4 separate regions of the Mus musculus genome follow, and all the other regions are linked to region 1. The links are chromatin contacts, called in public promoter capture Hi-C maps. All regions are on one chromosome and are shown on one strand. The core of a region is the stretch at or near the end of the contact, and the rest is flanking DNA. Distances in the headings are between cores, read along the strand shown.

Region 1 (6,798 bases), core at 1,521-4,020:
CACGTGACTTCGAAGAAGGACACTTTAAAGGAGTTGGGGTGGGGCTAGTAACAGAGTAAGGTGGAGCAGGGAATGCGGGTGTGTGTGAGAAGATACAGTGGGGAAAGTGGGGGTAAGATGAAGGACGGGTATGTGTCTGGGAGTAATCATCCAAAATGAAATGTGCCTGGAAACCGCATATGAAACCCTACTTAGCTAAGCTAATGTCAAATGTAAAGATAAATATTTTTCAAAGTTGATTGCCAAGGAAAGTGCCAGTCGGGTGGGGGGGGTGGACCTCTATTCATACGATGAGAAATAAGGGGTGCACATGCTTGCTTGAAGACACGCCTGTCTCACCGTTATGTCCATACATGAGCAGAAAGGTGAGGCTAGAATTAGTTACTATTTGCAAGGCCACGTGTCTTCATAGTATTCTTTTTACTACATGGATTTAAATACATTAGGGTGATGCGTGCGTGGGTGATAGAAGAAGCCAGAAGGGAAAATTGGGAAGCTTTGGTTTTCAACTTTTTCACTTGCACTCTCTTAGAAAAGAAAATCTCAGCTTAAAACAAAATTCAGGGTAATGAAAACGTTAACCAAAACACTGAGAGCCGCAGTTTGCAGAGAGCCATGCAAGCTAGGAAGTGTTATATGCTTTGTGTACATCGTGTCCCCCCTGAATTTTCCCCACTCCCCACATAGGAAGGTTTTATTCTTGAACTGTCCATTCATAGTTCTATAGTAGATGCAGTATAGAGGGATTCCACTTGATTCGCAGTTCCACACATGAAAGGTTCTCTTCACCTTTGACCTTGAAGCTACTTGACACTTTCAGATGGTGAAGTGGGGCCCGGGGAGATGGCTCAGCAGGTTATGGTGTCCACAATTAAACACCACAAACTTAGTTTGATTCTCAGGATCCATATATTGTGGAGGGTAAGGATTGGCTTTTGCAAGTTGTTCTCTGACCCTGCTAATATGAGAACCTTGAAATTCCTGTAAACATTGTTGATTGTTCTAAAGGGAATGTGTGTGTGTGCGCGCGCGTGCAGATCTCTCTTAGATATTTCTAAATACTGTAATAGCAAAACATTAAAAAAATAAAAACAGTCATGGTTAGGAGCCCCAAATATATGTCAGAGGTTTCATTGGAGACCCTGATCTTCCTCCTGGGTGGATGGAAATCCAACGTTACTGTTCTTTAAGCAAAGGACTCAGCTTTATTCTCAATGAGGGGGAAGGTATTGCCACCTGCCACACTTCCTGGGCAGCACTCTTTCTAAGAACCTCCTATCCTGGTGTTCTTAGTTCCCCCCCCCCGCCCCTTCCTGAACTTTGCTTTTGTTTGTGGTATTTAGACATGCTGTTTTCTCTCCTCTGTGTGTGTCCTAGGATTTGATCTAATTGTCTGCTGTTCAAGTGTCACTCAGCATTATTATTGAGAAGACAAATGGGACACAGGTCAGAGTTCATCAAGAAGGCATCTGCTTGCTAGAAGTGCACAGTGGAAGCCCTCCGAAGTGATCTTTAAGGAAAGCTTGGAAAACATTTGCCAGAGAGGGCCATCTTCTGTGCTTCTTCCTTGGAGGGATAAAAAAAAAAAACAAGTGAGTGCAAGGGAGTTCCAGAAAGTCCCCTGTTTGGGATGTCTTTTTCTAAAGTAGGGAAGCAAATGGGGTTATGTGTGCTGCTGCTGTTTGATTAAACTGTGAGAAGAAAATGGACGCTTGTTGGTGCACAAACATCGCTGAGAAAGTTTCCACTCCACTTGCTGAGTCTCTCACCTGCCAATGTCCAGTGGCTTCAGGTTACTGTGCCTTTACAGGCTCAAGTTCTCTTACTGGACTTTCTTAAGCTAACAGTTGTTCTTCCACTTAGCAGAGGGGCCAGAAGCCTCAACCTATGAGAGCCCACAATTGCTTTGGCACTGGAGACAAGCGGGGCAATGGCTGCATTGTTCTTTTTGCCCTCTTGAGTAGGCAACTGTCTTCTCCATCGGATCTTGACACGGAACAAGGCTGAATCCAGGGTCCTTGGAGAGTCACCTTCCTTCCGCTACCCTTTATGTGCCTTTCTGCCCTGAAGCCGTTAAAGCTGTTTGGACTGGACGACTCTGGACTGCCTGCCCTTACTCCTTGCTAAACACAGACTGGAAGTTGGGGGAAGAAGGAAACCCAAGTCAGAAAGCTCATTTTAGTCCAGGTGCCACCTGCAGCCCGGGTTTCCTTGTGGACTTCTCTGCATATATCATGCTTTGGCCTCAGAGATTGCTTGAGAAAGCACTAAAAATATCCAAGGCAAGAAAAACGCAGCGCTACCAAAGACTGGCAAGCAGAAGCGGCTCCTAGGTGGGTGGGGATCCTGCCACTGGCTTCCAGAGCGCGGGAGCCCTGGCGTCTCTGCTCAGGGAGCACCTAGGTAGCGGGATTCCCGGGCTGCCTTCCAGGAACCCCGCAGAGTCTCCGGTACTCCCTGGGGCACAACCCTGCAAGCTTCATGCTTCAGCTCTTGAGAGAGAGCAAGCTCGGTGCCCCTCTCTGAGCATGCGCGGTCCTCTCCCCGCCTCTACGCCCCCCCACGCCCCCTCCCCGCCGGCCTTTTGCTCCTTCCCTTTCATTAAACAAACGGGAGGTCCCAAAACCTGGACCCAACGACAAGAGGAGGCAGCAGAGGAGGCTTAGCAAGGGATGGTCGCCGAGGGGAATCTGTGATCCCGCGCACTCCCGCCCCCACCCCGCCCACGAGCGCACACACACACACACACCGCACAAACACACACACTCGCATACGCCCGTGCCGCGCGCTCGCCCGCTCGCTCTCCCACGCAAGCGGAATGCAGCAGCGCCTGAGGAGCTCGTCTGCAGCCGCTGCCTGAATGCACCTCGCCGCCTGCAGTCCGTCCGCCCAATAGGGCGCAAGGAAGGAAGCTTGGCCGCCAAAGGTGAGTGTGGTGCCCGGGGCACAGCTGAGGCTGGACATACTGGGGCGAAGGGGGCAGGTTTCCGACTGGACGAAGCGACTCAGGTGGCCCACGCCTGGCTTGCCGGTTGCAAGGTGCAGATGAAGGTAATGCCCTGGTTGTTCCGAGGAGGAGAGCGCGATCCCATCCCAGCGAGGATCTCGGCTCCTGCGAGGTGCCAGATGGACCCAGAAGAAAGCTACCCCGTCCAGGCTCGTAAACTTTCCTCTCCTGTCATTTGGAAAACGTGGAGACAAAGGGGGCGTGGAGGCGCTCTCTCGGTCCGGTTCCGCCCTTCAGACTGCATTGGGTCGAGATACCCAGCAGGGTTGCAGGGGTGGGCGTGGGGATCCGGAGACCTTTCCAGTAGCTGTTGTCAAACCCACCGCCCCAGCAGGGGTTGAGATTTCTCAGCCCCTAGCTGTAAGCGTTGCCATTGATTTTGCCTCAGGCGTGGGCACCTGCCAGAGATTCTCTTTCCTGAGCTCCAGGCGCATAGTAACAGTGTCACCTGGAGAATTAGGATGGCCAAGGGCTTTCTTGTCGACTTCGACGGTGACCGAGTTTCTAGGGTGAGGCTCGGGTCAGTGCAGGATGAGTGATGAGTTATTGAAAGGCTTGGAGTAATCACCTCCTAGAAACGCCGGGCCCCAGGGTCTCTGCTCCCGGGAGAAGGCGCTGTCTTCACAAACACCACTGCAGCAGATCTGGGAGCTGGGCTGAGACAGCTGTGTGGCAGCGGTGTCAAGCGAATCTGGGAATTTATTTTTGCCCTGGATTTTGTGGCACACACGTGTGGACTACGTGTAGGATTCTGGGCTGTTATTTGTCTTTGTGGGGATACAGGTTTTTTTTTTTGCTTTCAACCTATTCTGTGGAGATTCTTTGCCACCTGCCACCTAGTTATCTAGTTATTTCCCTACCTATTTCTCTTCTGCACCAGGGAAAAGGTCCTGAGAACAGAATTTCCATTTGAAAAGCCAGTCCCCGCTGAGATGAACTCTGAGCAAGGGTCTCTTGCGACTGGGGGAAGCCTGGAATCTAAGGGCCCTTTGAGGTAGCCAACACTGGGTCAGCAGGTGAGGCCAGACAAAGAGGAATAGAAGAGGGGCAAACGAGAGGCATTTAAAGAGGTGTGAACAGACAGCCAATTAAGGCAGGATGAGGGCCAGTGGCAGGCACTGTAAGGCGTTCACTGATTCCATTCTCCTTTCTGGGGCTGTGGTTGGCAGTCCCTGTTCATGGAGTGGGATCTACTTTGGAGGTGCCCAGGTTGTTGCATCTGGACCACAAAAGACTTGGTCTTCCCAAACTTGCCTTTACTATACAAACAAGTTTGGGTTTTTAGGTATAGAAAGTAAATGTGTTCACGTTTCTCCATCCTGCCGTGTTTGTGACTGGAAGGTTGGGTGGATGCACGTGGGTACAGTTTTTGTCTCTTCTATAAGCTAGAGTCTGGTGTTGAAGCGAAGCTGGTGCTGGCAGAAGAAATGCTGGAGGCCGGGATCCAGTATTAGTGACTGGACCATATAGCCATGGGGCCTTCTCTCAGACCTTCAGGTGGCAATGATTTTGCTTTGATAACTTTAGGACTGAAATGTGAGACACTGTGACATATATGAGCTTCACTAACAAAGTTCACATGAGAGACCTTGTTTTGCCGGGTGAGGCTTGGAAGAGGAAAGGAAAAATATAGAGGGGCAGGGGTGGGTTGATCAAGGGAAACAGAGGACTGAAAAAGCCTAGCTTTAGGACTCCATTGAAGTGTACAGCGAGAAAGAAATCCAAAAGTGTTTTTGCTTGTTCTTTTTCAAATAACTAGGGAAGAAAAGACCTTCCCAGAAGCTAGTTATTCTTACCTCAGGGTGACAGTCTCAGCCTGATTCTCGAAACTCTCGGCAGGAAAAGATGGAGGGTTTTGGCTTTTTTTTTCTCCCCTTACCTAGAGTTCTTTATCTGCTACAATATATTTTCTTTCTTCCTTTGCAAGACGCAGTTATTTTGAACACGCAGATTCTGTTGACAGGTGCCTATTGACCATGTGTCCTGCACTCAGTACCAGAAGCCACTCAAAATCTAGAACCCAGTTCTGGCCCTCAGAGTGTTTTCAGCCAGTGGGTAAATCTGGGCTTGGCACACACAGAGCAGTCAGCTTGCACTGTCTCTGCCCTGTACTGAGCTCCGGACGTATGACCTGTGTAGTCCTCACCCTTCCTCTGGATTGTCTCAGCGTTTAGAGAACAGGCACCAGGACTTGTTGCTGAAGGAAAAAATAAAAACAAAACAAAACCCAGGAGAGTAAAAGCTGGTTCAAACCTTCAAGAAAGAGCAAACCACCCCTGGTGTATAACCAACTCACTTAATGACCGCAGTATAAGCAGAGTGCCAACAGCACATGCAAGCCAATGATTTCCTTTTCTTCCCCTGGAGAATGTAAGTGATTCTTGGGATACTTTCGAAAAATTGAATAGTCTTTGCAAGGAGGGAAGGATTGAAAGGTAATTCTAGGCAGAGGAAATGTGTGACTGCTTGATACACATTGGGTAACTGTAAGTCGTCCCGTGTGACTGTAGTCATATAGGAAAGAATGGCACCTGGGTGACTCTAATTAACAGCTAATGCTGTGGAGTGAGTGTTTGTACAGAGATATGGCCAGGATGCTATGAAAGCACACAAAGGGAGAGCTTCCAGGGAAAGACAGGTTGGGGGGGATCAAAAAGTTTCTTAGGGAGTCTGACAGGAGGTGAGTCTTGAACAAGAACAAGAAGAGAAGGACTTCCCAGGCAGAAAGCAAATCTGAGTCATGGAAGGAGTTTTGTGTGGCTGCAGCAAGAGATGCAGGGTCCTTATCTCCTTAGAGTGGGATAACAGCATGTCAGAGAAATAAGCAGGAGTCACGAGTCACGTGTGTGCCGGGAATTCCCTCTGCCCTCACCCCCACCCCCACCCCTGACGCTCCATCAAAAGAGCTTCAATTTTATGTGAAAGTGTAGGAGCCTTTGAAGGTTGGGAGAGTCTGAGACACGATCAGATCTGCATTAGAGAATGTTGGGCATGACCACAGCGTGGAGGATGGATTGGAGATGGTGAGGCTGCAGTCCCGGAGCTTACTGTGGGAAGATGAGTGTGAAATGACAGAGATGGTGGAGTAGCGGTGGGAAGCAGGAGGAAATAGGCCTGGGAAGCCAGAGATAGTGGTAAAACCTGCTACTCGCCCTCAGCATCCATTCCTGGGTGTTGTTTTCTGCTTTGTGAGTGCAGGGCAGCCACCTCTGTATCTTGCATATTTAGCATGGGGCTGATAGAGAGCCAACACACATTTGCTGGACAGATGACTAAATTAGTTGAACGAGTCACTGAACTCTCTGTAATGACTCTGCTCTAAGATAATAGACATTAAGTCATGGTCTCTGAGGTCCCCACTTTTGGGGTCCAGTGACAAAAAAATGTACTAGGGAGACTGCAGACACATATCCTCAGCTTAATCTGTGAAGAAATGCCACTCCTCCACAGAATCACTGTGAACAACATTGAGGCATCATTTTAGAGCACCTACTGAAAAAATTGGCTTACCAGCAAATCTTGGACACGGTGGTAGGATCATTCAATTAGTTCCTGATACTAAGTAGGTTATAATGAATCTTTCCCTATTCCCCTTGCTTGTCAAAATACACTTATTTACTGAATTTAGTGGAAACTTTGTAAGTTGGAGCTTAAGGCTCCTAAGCTCTAGGGTCTCATTTAAAGAGCTCTTGGCATCTTGGCATCGTGGCCAGACTCCCATGATCTAGAAACCCACAATACAACTTGAGTGTCCATGCATCTTAGTGAGCCAGTATCCACATATCTTGAGT
Region 2 (6,798 bases), core at 2,910-5,409, 570 kb after region 1:
CCCATGACTTCATGAGCCAAGCTGTTCTTTTCTCATCCATCTTCCTGTGTGTGAGTGTGTGTGTGTTTGGGGTGTGTGTGTGTGTGTGTGAGAGAGAGAGAGAGAGAGAGAGAGTGTGTGTGTGTTTCTGTAGAAAGCCTTGCCATGTGTGAAGATGACAGATGACTTACTAGGACTTCTGAGAAGGATAACTTCCTCCGTAGCTGGATGTGGGGGGAGGGCACTCACAGGGTGAGAACGTAAACTTTCAGGAAAGGCTTGTTCTCCTCTCAGTATTTCCTCCCGGCACTCAGAAGTTAAGGTTGGAGGTGGCTTTGATCTCTTTCCATCTTCCTGAGACTCCCTTACAGATTCTAACCCCATTTTGCTGGCTTTATTCTTAAGAAACACAGAGGCTAGTTTGGGTCCTCACACAAGATTCGTGGAAGAAAGCAGATGAAAGGAAGAGACAGAGACAAGACAGGTAGGTAGCTCAGAACAAGGACTTGAAAGCAGAAACCCTTTGATCCTCTGGCCAGGAATGCCAGAAGGGAGCTTGAGGGTTTTAAAATCTCCTCCTAAATGAGCACCACGCATGGAGGCTCTACCCAAAGGTAGGAACTGAAACCATCGTGCAGACATTAACCCTTTCTGTCTAATAGCTATGGAACTGGCTCTATATTTTCATAATGAAATGGCTCTCTCTATATATCTATTCCCCAATATTAGCCTTTGCTTGCTATTCAGTGACCTTATGGTAAGCTGTAAGACATCAACTCTTGTCAGAGTAGTGTCTTTTATGATGCTTTTCAACGGGTGGGCCAAGGAAACTGAAGTGGAAACTTAAGGGTTCCTTGGAAAGTTGGTTGGATGGTGTTTTGCTGGGGCAAACACATAAAGGAAAGTTTCTCTGAAGCAGACACAGGAGAGGACGTTCTGCTAAAGGAAGCACCTGAAAGGACACATGGTGAAAGATTCTTTGCTAATGACACACATGTATTGGTCCACATTACATTGCATAGTTGAGTAGCATTTGTTGGGATGCCATAGAGAGAAATGCACCAAAAAACCCTTCTGGTAGTGTGCTGCAGTTTGTTGGCGCTTCCAAGGACTCAAGCTGATTGGATGCACATGCTGAGGCAAGGCATGTGGAGGACACGTGATGTTTGGAGGGTAGAAATAGGATTCCAGGGAGACAGAGCTTGGCTTGCTGGTTCAGCTAGCTGTACAATGCTCTCAAGGTTTTGCTGACCTTTGCTCCCTGAGAGAGGCACAGCTGAGAACTTCTCCTGGAGTTCAGTTGGTCCCTCCTGCTGATTTGAATCAAGGCTGAGGCCTGACTGTCTCTGTTAGGTCGTGTCACCGCTGTTGCTAACCCGACTCTACTGAAATGAACTGCTGGTATATCCATGAGGTATTTGCAAGTGGGTCAAGCTGCCACTGCCTGCTAATCTGTGAACTGAACCGCCATTTTCCAGACAACACAGATGGAAATTGTTCCAAAGAACCTTTCTAAACAGGTCCACACACACACGCTGCCCCTTATCCTTCCTTTTACATTACCCCTGGTGGGTGGTAGGTTATAAGGAAGGTTTAAAGCATTTAAGACCTACCATTAAAAATAGGATTTGAGCCGGGCAGTGGTGGTGCAGGCCTTTAATCCCAGCACTCGGGAGGCAGAGGCAGGTAGATTTCTGAGTTCGAGGCCAGCCTGGTCTACAGAGTGAGTTCCAGGACAGCCAGGGCTATACAGAAAAACCCTGTCTCGAAAAACCAAAAAAAAAAAAAAAAAAAAAAAAAAAGGATTTGAAAAAAATTAAAGGTACAGAAACAATTCTCACACTTCATTTTCACCACACTGCAGGGTCAAGTGCAGGGTCAAGTTCATTTACAGACAATTTTCTCTGGAACAGGTTAGATACTGCACTCCAAATTTTCTCTGGAACAGGTTAGATACTGCACTCCAAGGCACCAACAAAACAAGTTTTTCCACAGTTGACTTTTGTAGTGGCTATTTCTGGTTGTCAACTTGATTATATCTGGAATGAACTACAATCCAGAATTCGAAGGCTCACCTTTGGTCCAGATCTTGAGGCTGGGAGACACATTTCTGACCTGGATCTTGGCATGGAGATCTTGAGACATAGTGGCCACGAAAAGCATAGGATCAGGCGAGGTAGTACATGCCTTTAATCCCTGGAGACTGAGGCCAGGTGATCTCTGAGTTCAAGGTCAGCCTGGGACAAGCAAGTCCCAGATCCGGGAGTGGTGGTACACCACACCTTTAATCTGGGACACACTTTCTGCTGGAGGCCTACATCGGGACACTGAAAGAAGGAAGATTCACTCTTTGCCTGCTTGCCTTGTGGAACTGAGCAACTGCTAGATCCTTGGACTTCCATTCACAACTGCTGCTGACCATTGTTGGGGAGTTGGACTGCAGACTATAAGTCACCAACAAATTCCCTTACTAGAGACTACCCATAAGTTCTGTGACTCTAGAGAACCCTGACTAATACAACCTTCTTGTCTCATGCACAGGTAAGACTAATCAAGTACAAGAACACCCAAATTCTTTCTACTGCCAGAAATTCGGTGTGGGTTAGGTTTTCCTCCAAACATATTTACATGTATTTTTTAAAAAGGGTATAGCAGCCATTCTTACATCCCTGTGCCTTTATCTGCTGTCATTGGTTAATTTGCCACAATTTCAGAAGCCACACTGCTTTTCAAGGGCAGATTAGATCGATTGCCTTTTTATCATTAAAATGCATTTAGTAAAATTGAATGATGTAGTTTATTTCTAACGTAAAAAAAATATCAACGCTCAATAAATTTTAAACATCCTGGTACTGGCCTGGCAAGATGGTTTAGTGGGTAAAGGTGCTTGTCACCCCGAGTTCAGCCCTTGAGACCCGAGCCTTCGAAGTACGACCTAGCTCCAAAAGTTGTCCTCTGAGCTTTACATGTGGGCACTCGAACACCTATGCACACATTAAAAAAAAATCATATTAAGACGGGTACTGAGATTACAGACTAATTGACTTGTTCTTAATTAACACCCTCCTCCCCCCCCCCGACCCCCCCCCCCCCATCCCCAGTGTCTCTGGTCAGTATCTTATCCTCTCCAAACACTAAAGCAGTAGTTTCCAAACCTGTGATGAGAATCCATAGGGGGAAGATGGGATGGGATGAAGGTGGCTTTATTTTTTTTTTTATTTTTTATTTTTGGTTTTTGAGACAGGGTTTCTCTGCGTAGCTCTGGCTGTCCTGGAACTCACTCTGTAGACTATGCTGGCCTTGAACTCAGAAATCTGCCTGCCTCTGCCTCCCAAGTGCTGGGATTAAAGGCATGCGCCACCACCGCCCGGCGAAGGTGACTTTTTAACCCTACAAGAGACTAAAGTTCTCCAGCTGAGTGTCATTTGCAGGTAGTGCTAAATAGAGACCCCGCTTATTTATTTTGGCCTTCCCAGACAGGAGTTTCTCTGTGTAGTATTTATTTATTTTGAGGCAGGGTTTCTATGCATAGTATGTATGTATTTATGTGCTTATTTATTTTGGTTTTTCAAGACATGGTTTCTCTGTGTAGCTCCGGCTGTACGAGAACTCGCTTTGTAGACCAGGCTAGCCTTGAACTCAGAGGAATCAGCCCGCTTCTACCTCCTGAGTGCTGGGATTAAAGGCGAGTGCTACCATCGCCGTGCTGGAATCCCCTTTAAGGAAACTACACAGAACTAGAAATCGGTCAAATTCCTTGAGTTTTACGCAGGCTATTTCATCTCTTTAAAGAGTGCTCCACCCACACCTCAGGTAAGGGCGCTTGCCCTTTGGGAGATGGACAGGACCATCAACCAATTAGCAGCTTGGATGAGATAGGACCGCCCCCCCAACACAAAACATAAACAAAACGCTTTCCGTCAGTAATAATAATGGACCTTAAAAAAAAGAAAACAAAAAACAAAAAAACCGTACACAATGCTTCGCGTTGAAGAGACCGGTCACTTTGGGACTGGAGTCTGAAACAGTCCCCGCCCATCCCAACACAGAGGCGGCAGCGCACACGCAGAACTGACTGCGCCCCCTCCTCACGCGTCACTTCCGCCTGGCGGTCTCCCACACGTCACTTCCGCCCTCTCCTCGCCGTGCCTCGGGTAAAGTTGAAGCAACTTCCTTTTCCTTTTCCCTACTTCCTCTCCGTGCCTCCGCCTCCGTGGAGCTCAGTCCCTCTCGCAGCGGATCCCAAGTGAATCCCTTGGAGTCCCTCTCGGGCCTTCGTGAAGAAGCGCTGGGAGCCGCGCGCTCCCTGCGGCGGGAGTTGCCAGAGCCCAGGTTTGCTCTGTCGTCTGCTGCTCCCGGGCCGTGAGCGGCGAGGACTCTCGGGTCCCATCTTCCCGGCCTGTAGTTAGCCACGCCGGAGCCAGCGGCCAGCGCTCTCCAGTCAAGCTGCGCTCTCTCCTCAGCTCCCGTCTCCTCTCTTTGCAGGCGAGGTCCAACCCAGATTGCTGCTTGCCATTGACGCCTCGTCCCGGAGTTTGGATCGGAAGCCGGCTGGATGTAGACCCCTGATGGCCGCGGTGCTCGCCATCTAGCATCCATTCCACCTCCTTGTGAGTTTCGGAACCAGAGTCAGGTAGGAAATACTGAAAGAGCATCCCGTCTGAACAGATAAAGAAACGGGGATTGTTGGCAGGTTCGGTCTCTAAAGGCAGCCCGGCTCCCCAAAGGAAGCGCTGGGGTGCTCACCTACGTCTGACATCTGGAGAACTAACTGCTCAGGGAGCGTTTACAAGGCTCTGCAAAGAGAACGCTTGCATTTCTGGGTGCTTAGTGTTCATCTGACATTATGCTAAGTTGTTTCTATAACTATGCCATCCATTTGTTGCAGTAAGTCTAGCAACATGTTGTTGTCCTTCGTTTAGGAAACCGAGATTCAGAGATAACTGACTTGTATAGGATTAATGACTTAGCTAATGTTTCCCACGTCTCTTGCCCCAAGTCTCCTAATACTTTAACCTTAACCTCTGTCATAAATAAACTCTCCTTCTTTTAGTTTTTTGTTTTTGGCATCTCAGGAAGTGAGAATCCTGAAATTTATTCATAGCTTCTCTATTATTTGAGTAGAATTTTATTTGTTATTAGCATCTTGTGTAGAAATTTATAATCCTGTCAATCCCATTCCTCAACAGTTCCCCTCCCCCTTCTCTCTTGATTTAGGGTTGATGGGTTTTGTCGTAGAATTATTTGATTTAGGTTAAAGAGTTGGCCTGAAAAAAATTACTAGTTTTTATATACAGGTACTTTATATTGTGGCATGTCTGCTTATCTTGATTCAGTTCATGTTTTCTATTTTTGTTTCTGTTTTTTCATTCAGAAAAATATAACTGTCATCTTATACCAAGATGTCAGGAATTGGAAATAAAAGAGCAGCTGGAGAGCCGGGCACATCTATGCCTCCAGAGAAGAAGACAGCTGTTGAAGATTCAGGGACCACCGTGGAAACAATTAAGTTAGGAGGTGTCTCTTCAACGGTACGAGAAAACGAGGCTGCAAAAGTGTGCTTGGCTTCTGTCAGTTGTTCCTGAAAGTAGAAATTTATGGAAGCTTCTTGAATTAAGAGATAAGCATTAGCAAAGAAGAGGGAAATAGATGAATTGATGTGGTGGTCAGTTCTTGAAGTGAGGTGTATTAATTTATGTTTGATCTGTATTTGCAAGCTGTGGTGTTTATTTTATTTTATTTTATTGAGAGTCTGACTACAGTAGTCTTTGCTATAGTTAATTGGCACTTTTCCCTTACTGAAAAATAGGTGCCGTGTTCTGAGAGGCACCCTAGCAAAGCCTTTGAGAGTGCTAGTGCTGAATGAGAGTCAGATCAGTGCCCGGGGTGTGTGTGTGTGTGCGTGCGTGTGTGTGCGCGCGTGTGTGTGCGCGCGTGCGTGCTCTCTGCCATATCTCTTGGCTGTATGGCCTGTATTATCTGTCCTGTGCCCGTTTGATTGTGAAATGAATCTGTAGTACCTGTGTGTGACATTGGGTTATGATGGAGGCAAAATGGGAGTCCTTGTAAAGAGCTCAAACGTTGTAAAAGCAATAGCATGCACTCATAAGAGTGAGCTGTTACTGGGCTAGATAATGTGGTAGACGAATTGTGTGTTTAATGGTTAGTAATACCTTTTAGACACGAGAAGCTTTGGTGGGGATGGGTTTCTGTATTTGGAACTTGGTCAAGGCACTGTAATGTGTAGACAATTTCCAGTTGTGTTTCTTGTGTATATTGAGGCTGAGGTTCAGAGAAGTTGATTTTATTTTTCAGTCAGAATAAGATCCTGCTTACTAAATGGATGAAGTGTCATTTAGGGAGATGGCCTGTCCATCTTGCTGCCAGAAGGTGGCTTTGTCTTAGCAGTGTTGATTTTGTGCATCCTAAATGCATTTATGCCAATATAAGTATTTGTTGAGTATGTCTTTTGCTGGTGCTGGTTGCTGTGCTTACAGCCCTTATACTCTAGTTTCCAGTGTGGTACTGACAAGAAAATAGGTTGATGAAAGGAAAGCAAAACACATATTCCAGCTTGGACGCTAGCCAGAGGGGAACAAGGAGCCCCGGAAGCTCCTGTGGGAGGGGAAAGAGAATCACGAGCACTTAGCAGAATTTTTCCTCTCATTCTCCTCCTCTCCCCATTCACTGACAGCCTCGTGTTTCCAAGGTGAGCATCTGCTTCTTACCTCTGCTGAAAGCACTTCCGTGCACAAAGAAGAGTAGTATCTGAGGGCTGAGGGTGGGTCTCAGTGGTAGAGAACTTGCCTAGTATGTGTT
Region 3 (6,798 bases), core at 1,636-4,135, 540 kb after region 1:
ACGAGAGCGTCTGAGCCCAAGAAAGTGAAATGAAAACCCATCAGCAACAGTAAGAACCACTTTTACGACACGGTAGGTAACAACATAAAACAATATGGTGTGTGTGTGTGTGCATGGAACCACTGGTTACCTCTGAAGAGACATACATACTATGTATTTATAAAACACATAAAATAAATTATTTCATCCCATCCATCAAACTTCATTGACAGAATTAAAAAATAAACTCAGGTAAAGTGGAAAAGAAATATATTTAGAATAAAAATGAAATATACAAATAATTTGGAGACATGGGCAGACTATACACATAAAATTATACTAAAGGATATTTTAAAAGTCACTAATAAATGCATTAAAAGAACACTTTCCTACCGGAAAGTCTCAGTTAATAGAGAGGTGGTCCTTTTTCCAAAACAAGTTTTGAGAATTAACACAATCTCAAATCAGTTTACTCCAAGAGGAAGCAATATGGCTTCAACAAACAAGCATTTGCACAGGAATTGGTAAATCTTACAAGGTAATTCCAAGGCACACCTTTTGATGTGGGATAGCAAGTAATACACCTGGCAGCAATGATGATTTATGCTTCTTAGAACCAGTAAGAATGTCTTCCTTAAATTTTGTTCGTAATAGGAAGGGCTGAGTGATAAATGGGACGAGAAGGGCAGCTATGTTGATTCAAATTATAGAAAATGTACATAGTATGACCATTTTTTATTACATATAGGGAATATAATTTAATGAAAGTGAGCTGAGAGGCATGAGAGAAGGTTTCCTGCTGGCTTTCTACATGTCTGCAAAGAACATGTATGACCTCAGTGACCTGTACTCAAAATTTCACTCCACAATGAGTCTTGTGCCAGACACATGGACGGTGAGCAGGGCAGCAAGTAAGCCTAAATCCCCTTTAATCCCTAATTTAAATTGCTACATTTATGGTGTATTAGATATCTTATATTTGTGAGTTTGTCCCTTTTCATTATTGTTGTTGTATTAATTCTTATTTATTATATTGAGACAAGGTCTTGTTATGAAGCTCAGACTGACATGAAACTAGAGATTCTCTTACCTCAACCTCCCTAGCACTAGGATTGCGAGCCTGGGCCACTATGCCAGTGTGTGCCATGGCTCTTGTTATTTTAATTACTGAGACTTTATAGCATGTTTTATTATCTTATTAAGCCTATTTTTTTTCTCATGACCCAGTATAATTCTCCTAGCTTTTAAAAACAACTTTGGTCTACAGCCACACCACCCTCAATGCCCCCAATCTTGTCTAAAAACAACTTTATTGAGGCACATTTAGTACAACAAAATGTACCATTTAATTGTTCAAATAGTTCAAAGTTTTGACAAATTGATAGTCAGATTACTATCAACACATTAAAAAATTAACGAAAGCATTTTAAAGAATGTTTTGAATTATAATTAGAAAAACTACTCCAATTAAAATATGGATCCATATAAATGAGCAAGTCAAACACAGGTAATTAGGTATGGGTTCCTATGGATAAAGGCAAGCAAATTAAAACTACATACCATTATTAATATAATTACATTATTAATAATAACTACATTGTTAATATTAACTTCAAATATAGAAAAATTTAAAGCTAAACAGAGAATCTCAACAATCTAAAAGATGTAGTTTTGTTTATATTTTTCTTTTTTTTTTTTCTTTTTTTTTTTTTTTTTTCTTTTTGCTCCATGCTTATCATTTCCATTTCTTTTTTTCTGGTTCTCATCATATTAAGCATTAGACGAACCTTGTTTGCTCTTCTGGTCTCATAAACTATGTGGCGCATAAAGACCCCCTAGAAATCCTCCAATAAAACTATTTCCCATACATGGTTTATTTCTCTCAGGGAAACCGGCGTGCACTTGCGCGCACACCCACACCTGCAGTTTCTGGTGATAATCCGCATGGTGAGATCATCACTGAAGCCGCATTGTGGTCCCGCAGGGAGAGCAAGGGTCGAGCAGGAGATGCCAGGTCACTGTGACCTGCGGGGGTTCAGGTCCCGCGACAACCTCCTGAACGCAGTGCGGCACGGGCGACGCCTGGCACAAGAACCTGAGCGAAAGCTGCGACACACCCATCCATCCACTCTGGGGAAAATAATAGTGACTGAAAACCCCTAGCTTGGCATCTAGGGCCCTCGCTGACCTTGGGGAGTCCCCTCTGCCCACCGGCCTCAGTTTGCCCACCTTCAGGCAGAGACTGCGAGTCCAGCGCAGTGGCGTTCCAGGCGCGGGCGTTCCCGGGAGCGGGAGGGGCGCCTTCCTCCGGTCACCTTCGCTGGAGGACGCGCCCCGCCGAGGACGGGCGGAGGGGCCCCCGCTCCCGGGCAGCCATTAGGGGGTAGCGCTCAGGCCGGCCGCTGTGTGGGGCTCCCGGGCTGCATCCTCGGGCCTGGTGACAACCCGGCCCGGCCGGCGACAGCCAAAGAGCGAGGCGACCCGCCTGGTGCCACAGACGCACCGAGGGCGGGGCCGCGGCCGAGCCAGCCTGCGGGGCTCAGGGCGGGGGACGCAGGCCTCGGGAGCACCACTCCCCTCATCGGCCGTCGCTCCCACATCGCGTCCCCTCGAGGGCGCGCTTCTCCGCGACACCAGCCCGGCAGGAAACCTACCCCGTGGAGGCGTCAGCTACGTCCTGGCTTGCCAAGGCCACCGCCGCTGTAGCCCAGGCCACCGCTGCTGTAGCCCAGGCTGGCTGGTCTCGATGGTGGCGCCTTGGCAGAACCCTGCCGGGCGGAGAGTAGCGGAAGGCTCGCCTCCTCCAGCATTCGCTCCGGTGCAGGGCTCCCCTCGCTCTGCCAGGCCACGTGACCTGAGAGCTGCGGAGCAACTGCAGCCCCCAAAGCTGGCTTGGGGGTGGGGGTTGCGGGGCGGGGTGGGGGAGAGGCAAAAGGCGCCAACTGATGGGCAGCGAGGGAAAAGCAGGGTCGCTCCCAAGTCAGGAGAACAGGATGATGTCCCTTTTATAATGTGAATGCAAGCCTAGGTTTTATTCCATCAGGTGGGCACAAGAAGAAAGATGTATTTTAATAAAGCATCTCGCCCTTTGCGGAAGCGTTTGTGTAGAAACCTATTTCTCTGTTTCTGAATGGGCTTTAATCTTCTAAACGCCTTCTGTTTAAATGCAAAAGCCCCTGGGAGACATAACTGGAGAGGGAGAAAAATATACGCACTGGGGTAGAGTAATCCTGACGTGCAACACAGGGAAAGCATAGGAAATGACTCAAGGAAGGGGGAAAAAAACTGCATGTCTGACTATGAGAAGGTAAAAAACAGCCAGCTTAGTACCCTGGCCTCACCAGGGCTCTCACCACCATACATCTTTGTGGCCATTTTTATTGCTTCTATTCCATGTCAGTTTGCCAGTGTAGGCTAGGACTTAAATGAGTATTTTGGATGTACATATAATAGGAATTTTTTTTTTGGTGATCATAATGTTGTATTGTCTGATCATTATCACTTAAATACTCAGGATGGAAACAAGTTGCAAGATTAGGAGGCACCGATAGAAAATATCCAGTAAAACCCTTTCTGTAACAGGGTACATACGAGTTTACAGGGTTAAAAAGAGGAAATTCCATAAGTAAATTATTTGATGCAAAAAATGAGATCATCATCTTGTTTCCAGATGTTCTAGCTGCTTTCTACTACAGAGGCGAACAATCCTGAGCTCAGCCTATTGAGCCAAGTTCCTGCTGTTGAAGCCTCTCAGAACTCATGTCACTGGGGTTCTTTGTGTCCACTTGAAGGAGCCTTGAGGTGATCGCAGAAAAAGACAACCAACTACAAGAAAGGCCATGATATCTGCCTGATTTAGGTGAAAATTTCTTGTCATTTGCTTGTCTGGTTTGTATGTTTTAGCTGTGTGTACTGGCTGGTTCTGCGTGTCAACTTGACACAGCTAGAGTTATCACAGAGAAAGGAGCTTCAATTGGGGAAGTGCCTCCATGAGATACAGTTGTAAGGCATTTTCTCAATTAGTGATCAAGAGGGGAAAGGCCCCTTGTGGGTGGTGCCATCTCTGGGCTGGTAGTCTTGGGTTCTATAAGAAAGCAAACTGAGCAAGCCAGGGGAAGCAAGCCAGTAAGAAACATCCCTCCATGGCCTCTGCATTAGCTCCTGTTGTCTGACCTGCTTGAGTTCCAGTCCCGACTTCCTTCAGTGATGAACAGCAATGTGGAAGTGTAAGCTGAATAAACCCTTTCCTCCCCAACTTGCTTCTTGGTCATGATGTTTTGTGCAGGAATAGAAACCCTGACTAAGACAGCGTGTGTTTTTAACTTTGTTGGTAGTGCTTCTTTCAGTGTTTTATTCCCAGTTCTTTTGAGATTAGAAAACTCACCCGTAAGATTTTGTTCACTAAGTCTGTGGAGAGCTTTTCTTTAACGGTCCAGAATAAAGCCTGTCTTTGAGGAGTGTTCCATGTGGCCTTGGAGCGATACATGCTGGGCAACTGTTTGGTTTTACAGTGGTTTCATTATTTTAAAGCGTCCTGTCAGGCATAGTACTGTTGACACTGTCTTTCCTGGTTTTGACTTTCTAGCTTTGTCAGCTGTGGAAAACTGTCTGTGAAGATTAATGAAGCTGTGCATCATCCACTTTCTTCTCACTTTAAATGTTCACACGTCTTATCATATGTTCTATTGCTCTGTAATCAGGCGTATGTACACGGATGACGGCTCTCCCCTCTACCAATACAAAGTGCCTCTACCTTTGGCAGTATGTTTATAACGCATCTGATAATAAACCAGCTATTCCGGCTTTCTTCTCTTTTCTCTAGACGTATCTAATGAATGACAAAACAAAACAGGCCATTGCTGGTATTGCATTAACTCTGAAGTCTACAACTTTCTCCAAGGACTATTGGGTGTTGCTCTAGCACACAATTTACTTGCCTGGATTCAGTGTTCAATTTCACACTGTGTGTTTCCTGCAATAGCTGATATCTCGGATCATTTTTCCTCCTCTCCTTTTACCCCTCCCCATCCATCCAGCTTCTGTTATACTTGCATAGGCTCCCCACTCCCCCACGGTGTCTTGTCTGTATTCCAGTAGATTTGCAATCACCTGAAGATTTGAGAAGATTCTAAATCCAGTTTGGGGGGATTTAGTTTATTTCTGTTTTCTTGTATTACACCTCCCTATCTAAATTTCTAGCCTCTCTTCCGCCTCCCCCTGAGCTGATGCCCTGATGCTTCAAAGCTGAGTAAGGCTTCAGCTCTGAGCTTCGTGGACTTTATCCAATTGCACACACACAGCAAAGCAAAAAGTATGAATCTCACCCAGGGCAGTTTTATCTTTCAAACATAGACCCTCTTTTGATGTGTATCTGGGGTATTTTGTTTGATTTGTTGGCCTCTTTGCCTGGGGCATTGCCAGTGAGTTTGAGAAGTTCAGAAGTCAGCGGGGCTGTGGCTGCAGTTTATACTAAGGTGAATCTCAGTCATTCTGCTGCTCTCTGGCTTCTAGCATTTTCCCCTCATTTCCCAGTTCTCCTAGCAGTGAAGTGTGTCTAAAGCCACTGTGTACTTGGAATCCTCTTTTTTCTGCTTCAGTAGCTGTGAAGATTAAAACAATGGGAAACCAACAAAAACAAAAATACAAGTAGAAAATGTCACATTTTGTTACGGTTTGAATCTGAAATGTCCTTGCACACGCATGTGTTGACCATTTGGTCCCCATCTGGTGACAGTATTTGGATAAGCTCTGGAAGCCTTGGAATGGATGCCTAGCTGGAGGAGGGAGGTAAGTCAGACCTGGCCTTTGAAAGTTATACCTGGTCCCTAGTCCCTCCCTTGCTTTCCTTCTTTCAAGTGGTTTCTGTCTGTCATTCTATCACAATGTGGAGAAAATCAGGCAATACACAATTTATCAAGTGGCTGCCTCCTTCAGATTGCTTTTTGGTTCTTTTTACATCTGGCCAGAATTTATAAAGGTCTTCTGCAGAAAATGTAATGCATAAATCCACCCAACTCCTACCAGAAATTGGAGTATTAATTAATTAATGAGATAATCTATAATTACATTTGTTTGTTCATTTGTTTTTAGTAGGACTGGCTGGAACTGATTATGTAGACCAGGCTAGCAATGAACTCACAGAGATCCACCTGCCTCTGCCTACTAAGGCTGGAATTAAAGTCATCCAAAAACATGCCTGGCTGGGACCTCCATTTCATTTATGTACCATGTAGGCAGAAAAATAGGCAGATGATTTTCAGTTGTATGTCTAGGTAATTGTTACATTCTGTCTCCTTCCCTTATTTTCCCACAGATGCAGTTACTCACACGCACATCAAAAAAGAATATGTTAAAAAAAAAAAAAGAAAGAAAGAAAAGAAAATCGATTCTGTAAGCATTGTTTATGCAAACTTGAAACCGGAGATTTGGAAAAAGCATTACAATGCTCTGTCAGGAATGCAACAAGATATGAGGACAGAGAAATTAGCATTTGAATAACAGGAGGGTAATCTTTAATCTTTACACACTGCACAGAGACATCATGCCTACAATATTTCAACACATAAATGCTTTCTTTTTAAAATTAATTTCAGATTTAGAATAACACATTGTGTGTGTGTGTGTTTATGTGTATGGCCCGAACTGTTCGAAAGGGAACATTTACCCTCTTAGGCTCATCACTCTGTCTTTACTTCTGTGTCTTATGAATGTTTCTGTGTGAATGGATGGCTGCTTGACAGTAACTTGGAGTCCTGCCCCCTTCTCCTGAAATCCTTCCACATTTATTTTATAAATACAGAGACAGCCTGCCCAACCCCA
Region 4 (6,798 bases), core at 1,947-4,446, 520 kb before region 1:
CCAGCTCATACTGGTTCTGTCTTTCCAATTTGCCTCAGATTAAATAAATATCGTCCTTTGAAAAGGCCGGATGCGACTCTGTTGCTTGGTAGAAAAGCCACTTTAAAATAGTTTCTAATATCCATTCTCAGTTAGATTCCGGGGGCTTCGTCCACTCAAAATAGTAACAGGCAGAGAGATAAAGGAAACATCAATTTGCAAAGAACATTGTGATTTTTCAGAACCCTGCTGTATTCAGGTTAGTTGCTCAATCTGTATTCTCTCCTTCAGAAAGCTTTTGTAGCCACCAGCTGCTATGTCAAGACTGCTTGGTAAGCCTGGGCCAGAGCAATCAAGCGCATGCTTAAAGCTCTTTTCAACTAGCACTAATAAACATTGTGGGAGTGGGCTGCAATGCCCTGAGGCAGGGGTATGCCATCACCTTTTCCCCACATAGCTTTACTTACTGGTTTCTGTGTTAATTTTGCTCTTCTGTGCATATTTTCCTTGGAGAACTTAAAATAGCTTTGTTATCGATACATACGATAGTATTTTCTATTTACTAGCTCACGGCCAAGCCCTCTGTATTCACCATCTCATTGAAATGGCCCTATTAAGTAGGTGTTGCTCCACTATACAGATGTTAACACTTGAACAGCCACGCTAAAAACTTGACCAGGGTAGTTTGCCACCCCTAGTCAGGAAACAGCGAGTCAGACAAGATGAAGACATTGTGTTAGGGATTTGAGTTGTCACCCTGGCCATATTAGTTTTGAAGCTAGCCTGACTCTCTTGATTTGAGGAGAAACTCGTGGTCAAATGTCTTCTTAGCAGTATGTCTTCATGTGGCTCAGGCCAACCTTCAGCACTTTAAACAGAGAACTCTGACCATTTATTGAGGTTCAGGTTGAAGGTTTTACCCACCTGTACTGGCTAGTTTTGTGTCAACTTGACACAGGCTGGAGTTATGAAGAGAATGGAGCTTCAGTTGGGGAAATGCCTCCACGAGATCCAGCTGTAAGGCATTTTCTCAATTAGTGATCAAGGGGGGAGGTCCCAGTGTGGGTGGTCCCATCCTTGGGTTGGTAGTCTTGGTTTTATAAGAGATCAGGTTGAACAAGCCAGGGAAAGCAAGCCAGTAAGTAACATCCCTCCATGGCCTCTGAATCAGTTCCTGCTTTTTGACCTGCTTGAGTTCCAGTCCTGACTTCCTTTAGTGATGAACTAACGTGGAAATGTAAGCTGAATAATCCCTTTCCTCCCCAACTTGCTTCTTGGTCATGATGTTTGTGCAGGAATAGAAACCCTGACTAAGACACCACCCCATCACGTAGGCATTGTTAACTCCCTCATAAACAATGAGAACACAGATTCAAGGAAGAGAAAATATGTCATGAAGAAATATGTAGTATATAGGTCCTCGTGGTACATCTCCTGCTTGCCCATACTTTACTACCTATCAATCAAATTTCCAATCTAAATTGATCTTCAAATTTCAGTCCAATAGTTTTCCTTTTTGTTTTTTGTTGTTGTTGTTTTGTTTTGTTTTTCGAAACAAGGTTTCTCTGTATAGCCCTGGCTGTCCTGGAACTTACTTTGTAGATCAGGCTGGCCTCGAACTCAGAAATCTGCCTGTCTCTGCCTCCCAAGTTCTGGGACTAAAGGCGTGCGCCACCACGCCCGGCTAATAGTTTTCCTTTGGTTACATCCTCAGAACAATATCTTTAAGGACTTCCGATCTGACATTACTTGGAAGGCCTAAGTGCAAATCATAAAGTTTGTTAGCCAATAGCACCCTCCCCACCCACCAGTCAGTTTCCTGACTCTGGGCAATTTCAAAGCTCCTGGGACAGTAGATAAGTTATTGTTAACACAAGGCAGAAAAAGTAGTTACAACTCTCTAGTCTAGTATTTTATAGGTGCTTCTGCCTCCATACCAGAAAATGTTAGGCTGTCTCTCTGTTCTTTCCCCAGTTCAAAAACCGGATGATCACCTGTTTAAAGACTGAATGTGTGACTCATGCCTGTAATTCCAGCATTCCAGAGGCAGAAGCAGGAGGATCTGAAATCCAAGGTCATTCTCTGCCTCATAGCAAGTTTGAGGCTAGCCTGGGCTAGAGGAGACCCTGCCTCAAAAAGCAACAACAAAGTTACACATGGCCACATTACCACATATGATCCAGAAATTCTACTCTAAGTATGTATCCCAAAGAATTGGAAACAGGTTCTTTAGACAAATGCATGTCTAGGGGTTTTCAGAGAACCAGTTCACATTAGCCAAAAGGTGGAAATAATCTAAACATCCACTAATTTCTGTAAGAACAGATATGCAAACTGTAGAATACACAATGGTCAGCTTATGTAGCCACAAAAAGCAATGAAGTAAGAGGCATGCTACAATCTGGATGAACCTTGTTTGGATTCTTTGACCTGGCCAGAGTGACCAGGCCCAATGAAGCTGGCCTGTGATATCAGCTACGAGCTAGGGAAGCTGAGGCAGGAGGTTTGTAGATTTGTAGGCTGCCTGGGCCCCAGAGTTCAATGCCAACCTGGGCAGCTTAGTGAGTACCACCCCCAACTACACACACACACACACACACACACACACACACACACACACACACACACATACACACATACACACAACCTGCCGCGTGCTCCAAAAAGACACACGACTCCATTTACATGAAATGTACAAAAAGGTAAATCGATAGAAACAGAAAAGAGATTAATGGTTTTCAGGGACTAGGCAAAGGAGTGACTACGTAATTGGTGCGGGGGTTTCCTTCGGATGGAACCCTTAAGAATAAGGAGGTGAAGTGATTATCGTTGGCTATTCTAAGTGTAATGAGTGCCACAGGATTGTTTATTTTTAAATTGTTATCTCTACGCTTGGTTGAGTTTCATCTCGCTTAAAAAGAAAAAGTTTGAGAACCTTCTCTTTGCCCTTCTCTGGGCTTGGAATCTTCTTCACGGATCTATGGCAAAAGAAACCGTCTTCATCCTGGGGGGAGGGGTGAAGGCCTTGTCGGCAGAAGGACCCCTGCCCCCAGTTGTTTAAGCCGCCCGGCATTCGTCGCAGCGCGCCTTGGGTCCCACTGGGTAGGCACACAGGGTCTGAGTCGTGTCCTGAGGTCGGTGCACGTAGCCGGGGTCCTTGGGGGGAGGGGGAGCGCACACCCCATCTCTGGAGACACATCCCGCCCATTAGAATCACAAAAGTTGGCGCTGAACTCAGAGTAGGAAGGGGTGCCGTTCCCAGCCTCGTGGAGTCCCCGACGAAAAGGGCCCACGTCAGTCAGGAGGCTCGCGCTAACTCGTGCGGGCGACTGCCACATCCCCGGTGTGGGAAAATGCATTCTTTTGTTGTTGGCGGAGACGGGCCCCTTCCGCAGCTCCCGGGCCAAGGTGGGCAGCGCGGCGGAACCGGGGCTCGGGAAGGTGGGGGACTGCACGGGGCCGCGCTCCCGCCCTCCGCGGCGCCCACGGAGCGGCAGGCGGCAGCGGCCCGCGAGGGGGCGGCGGCGCGGGGCTTTGTGGCCGCGGCGCGCGCGGCGGGGCCTGGCCGGCCGGGGGCGCGCGGCCGCCCGGCGCCTGGAGCCCGCGGCCCTGCCGGCCGCCCAGCCCGCCAGAGCAGCCCAGGCCGCCGCGCCCGCGCCTCCGCGCCCCTCCCCGGGACTTGCGGCCGCCGCGCCGCCGCTGCAGGTAGGAGGTTGAGGCCCGGAGGGCCGCGGCCGGCGGGGAAAGCGGGCGGAGCGGGAGCGCGGGGGTCTGGCGGGCTCCCGGGCCGAGCCGCCGCGCCCTCCTCCCCGCAGGCCGACGGCCGCCTGCGCGCGCCGCGGTGCCCCGGGAGCCCGGCCGGCCTGCCGCGTACAAAGCGCCGGCGCGCGGGCCTCGCAGACGCGCTGGAGCTCCCGGGACGGGAGCTTGGAGCCCGGGGCCCGGGAGGCTCTTGGGGGGAAACCCGGCTGACCCCGCGGAGCCCCGGTCCACATATCCCCACTGTGTGCGGGGGAACTGTGCTCACCGCTTTTCAGTACTTGTCTCCATTGAGACCCCCTGCCTCCTCCAGTCCGGTCCAGAGGTATAAAGGGCTGGGTCCCTCCTAAAGAGGATCTTAGAAGGAAATAGTGCATCACATCCCTGCCCGACTGACCTTGGGAAAGCTCCTTTACTCTGAGGCTGCTGGGTTGATGTTTCTATAATGGGGGAGTAGGGTGTGATGTAATACCCACCCCCAAGTACTATTGTGAGAGATAATGTGTGTCGGCTGATAGCTAAAATTAAGCACTTCATGTCCCAGGCCCTAGGTCCTAAACAGTTGGCTTGAATTATTAAACCATCGCACGGGCAATCTGTAAATTGCAGGAAGGGTTTTTATGTTGGAGTAAGAAACAAGAATTTAGTCTCCTGTTGTGATTATTGAGAATGGATGTTTTATTGCTATGATAAGTACAAAATGTTTTGCGGTACTTAGGATAATGGTTCTAGGATAAAGACACATATTTTCACACATTTAAAACTGGAGCTGGAATAATAGGGCCTGAGTTGTGTGTGTGGGATTTTCGCATATCCGAAGAGACCATGCGTGTGTAGTTACCCAGGAAATTGTTGAAAGTTAATAAAATAGTTCCTGAGTTTAGGATTGAGGCCAGCTACGAGAGTTTGAGACCGGAGAGCAAGAAAAGGGATGGAGAAAAAGTATTTCAAAACCCGGAGAAAGATGGGGTCATCCGCTTACTCTCCCCACAGCTGCGTCTTGCGACAGGTCCATTCTGAGGAGGTAGCAGGAGAGGTCCTGAAGAAAGATCAGAAGTTGTCTTTCTTTACTCCTGCAGCAGGGTGAAAGCGTTCAGAAGCCATGCAGACCCTGTCGTTAGGCCTGGAAAAGCGTTCTGCGACTTGGGATGCAGGGGTTCCTGGTAGCAGTGTTTGTTTGTGTTTCGGGAGATGACGATAGCAAACAGCCCCCAAGGTTGATAAGTGGTTAACTTAGCAGCGGCCTAACTGATGTGAAGAAGGGGAGTTGCGACCCTTCCTCACTTAAGTGTCCCAGTGGGCTTGAAGAAACTTTTGAGTTTCAGTTTGGGATGGGGGAGAAAGGCTTTGTAGCCTGCATGAAAAAAATGAGGAGGACAGGAAATATCCAGGGGCGGCAGTAGGGGGGGAGGGCAGTAAGGAAAGGAACTGGGCGCTTTAGTCCACAGCCTGCTGGAAGCATGGCTGGCCCCTTCTCAGAGAAGGCACCCTGCCCTCTCCCAATTTCTTACACCTTTCCCATGAGTGTGCCTGACAGACTTGTTGGATAAAGGAGTTTTGTTTCAAACTAGGACTCAGAAGAGAATTTGGGGGTACACAGAGATGCCCAGTGGAAAGAGCAAGTGCTCTGGGGGAGATAGACAGCTGGGACCTCATCTATTTCCTGACTATCACTCACCTTATGATTATAGTTTGTGCATGTGAGAGAATATGACTTTTTTTTCCCCCTCAAGTAGTTGGCAGGGAACTCAAACAGCACTTCACTGTATTTCCTGGCTATAGGACATTCATTCATTCATTCATTCATTAAAAAAAAAAAGGTCTCCAGAGTGCCAGTCCATTGCTGAGTCATGCTACATGCCGAGATGCAGAGATGAGTCAGAAATTATATCTTTCCTTAGGAGTTTCCCATTTCAGAGAGGGAGGTGGACACAAAGGGTAAATTACAGAGCGTGTGGGAAGTGCTACTGGTTGACGTTTGTGATGGACAGTGTGCTTGCAGAAGAGTGGGTCACCTCCTTCCCTAGAGACTCGGGGCCAGTTGGAGCCCCATGGCAGAGATTCTGAGTGTTGTGTGACCTCCTGCCTTTCATCTATCCATGCTGCTGAGTCTCAGCCGTGACAGTCTCTCTCTTTAAAAAATGCACTTGCAGTGTACATAGAACTTGTAAGCTACTTGCTCCGTGGAGTCCAGAGAATGTTGAACAGTAGTTGAATGAGTGAATTATTAAGTAGGTAGCTAGCAGAAGTAAGAGAATAAATAGTGAGCGGCAGACGGAGAAAAGCCAGAGCTGGGTAGCAAAACATCAAGTTGCGCCCTCTGCATCCAGCAGAGATGACTGGAGGTAGAGCGGTTGATAGAACAACCACAAGACTAGATCAACCCGAGGGCTTACAGGTATGCAGCTGAAATCCGCCGGGGAAGCCCCATTGAGGTAGTCAGTTGGAATTCCCAATCATGGGTCCCAGGTAGCTTGGGCTTGTCTCCTCAGGTCAAAGAACAAATAGCAACAGATAGAGAAAGAACATAGTCAAATTGGGAGTTCCCAACTGGCAGGATCCTAGGCCTGAGGACCCTCCCCATCCACTCCATGGAGGAGCTTCAAGTTCAGTTAAGCTGGTTGCAAACAGTCTACCTCCTAACTGTCCTCAAGGACAAAATGTGCATAACGCCCACTGTGGCTTACTGTTTTGCTTATTACAGAGTTAAGGAGTCAGCCTTCCCCAGGAGCAGGAGTCTTGGAGGAGACAATGGAAGGCCTCCCCATGCCCCAGAGTCAGCTTTCACAGGCTTAAGCAGCACAGGACAGTTATAATACATTATAACCAGTATAATATATGCCACACTGTCTAAACTCATTTTGGAAGAAGAGCTGTTACATATAAACAAGAGTGTAAGCATTAGGCAGGCTTTAGAACAGTTACATGGGAGCTGAGCAGTTACACAGGAACTGGGTCTGTTAGGATTAAAAAAAAAAAAAGCAACTGAATGACCTTGGGCAAAGATCACAGGCAGAGGACGTCAGAAATAAACCGAGCCATGAGAAGGTAGCATGAAGG

The links. Promoter capture Hi-C pulls out the DNA fragments that hold promoters and counts their contacts.
Region 2: a promoter capture Hi-C map of embryonic stem cells shows a contact between it and region 1, with 5 times the contacts expected there. The contact joins the promoter of Rnf20 here to the promoter of Plppr1 in region 1. A contact is called at or near these places in 5 of 39 promoter capture datasets (cranial neural crest, embryonic stem cells, liver and 1 more), 1 of 484 Hi-C or Micro-C datasets (cortical neurons) and 1 of 115 datasets of contacts at active chromatin or transcription factors (forebrain).
Region 3: a promoter capture Hi-C map of stem cell-derived epiblast-like cells shows a contact between it and region 1, with 5 times the contacts expected there. The contact joins the promoter of Pgap4 here to the promoter of Plppr1 in region 1. A contact is called at or near these places in 7 of 39 promoter capture datasets (the C10 cell line, embryonic stem cells, hippocampal neurons and 3 more) and 1 of 9 other capture datasets (embryonic stem cells).
Region 4: a promoter capture Hi-C map of hippocampal neurons shows a contact between it and region 1, with 2.7 times the contacts expected there. The contact joins the promoter of Msantd3 here to the promoter of Plppr1 in region 1. A contact is called at or near these places in 2 of 39 promoter capture datasets (hippocampal neurons and liver).

Annotation. Positions count from the first base shown.
Region 1 is chr4:49,056,692-49,063,489 of GRCm38.p6, forward strand. Plppr1 (phospholipid phosphatase related 1) reads left to right here and starts at 2,771. Exons shown (of 8, transcript NM_178756.4): 1 at 2,771-2,926.
Region 2 is chr4:49,627,901-49,634,698 of GRCm38.p6, forward strand. Rnf20 (ring finger protein 20) reads left to right here and starts at 4,160. Exons shown (of 21, transcript NM_182999.2): 1 at 4,160-4,311; 2 at 4,465-4,612; 3 at 5,354-5,510. The coding sequence starts at 5,382. It overlaps Gm45952 (predicted gene, 45952), which reads right to left and starts at 4,052. Exons shown (of 2, transcript NR_168526.1): 1 at 3,955-4,052; 2 at 2,758-2,963.
Region 3 is chr4:49,594,991-49,601,788 of GRCm38.p6, forward strand. It overlaps Pgap4 (post-GPI attachment to proteins GalNAc transferase 4), which reads right to left and starts at 2,886. Exons shown (of 2, transcript NM_025944.4): 1 at 2,634-2,886. It overlaps Gm33106 (a long non-coding RNA gene), which reads left to right and starts at 849. Exons shown (of 3, transcript XR_390562.3): 1 at 849-890; 2 at 1,866-3,838; 3 at 4,565-4,782.
Region 4 is chr4:48,536,885-48,543,682 of GRCm38.p6, forward strand. Msantd3 (Myb/SANT-like DNA-binding domain containing 3) reads left to right here and starts at 3,197. Exons shown (of 3, transcript NM_001145924.1): 1 at 3,197-3,387.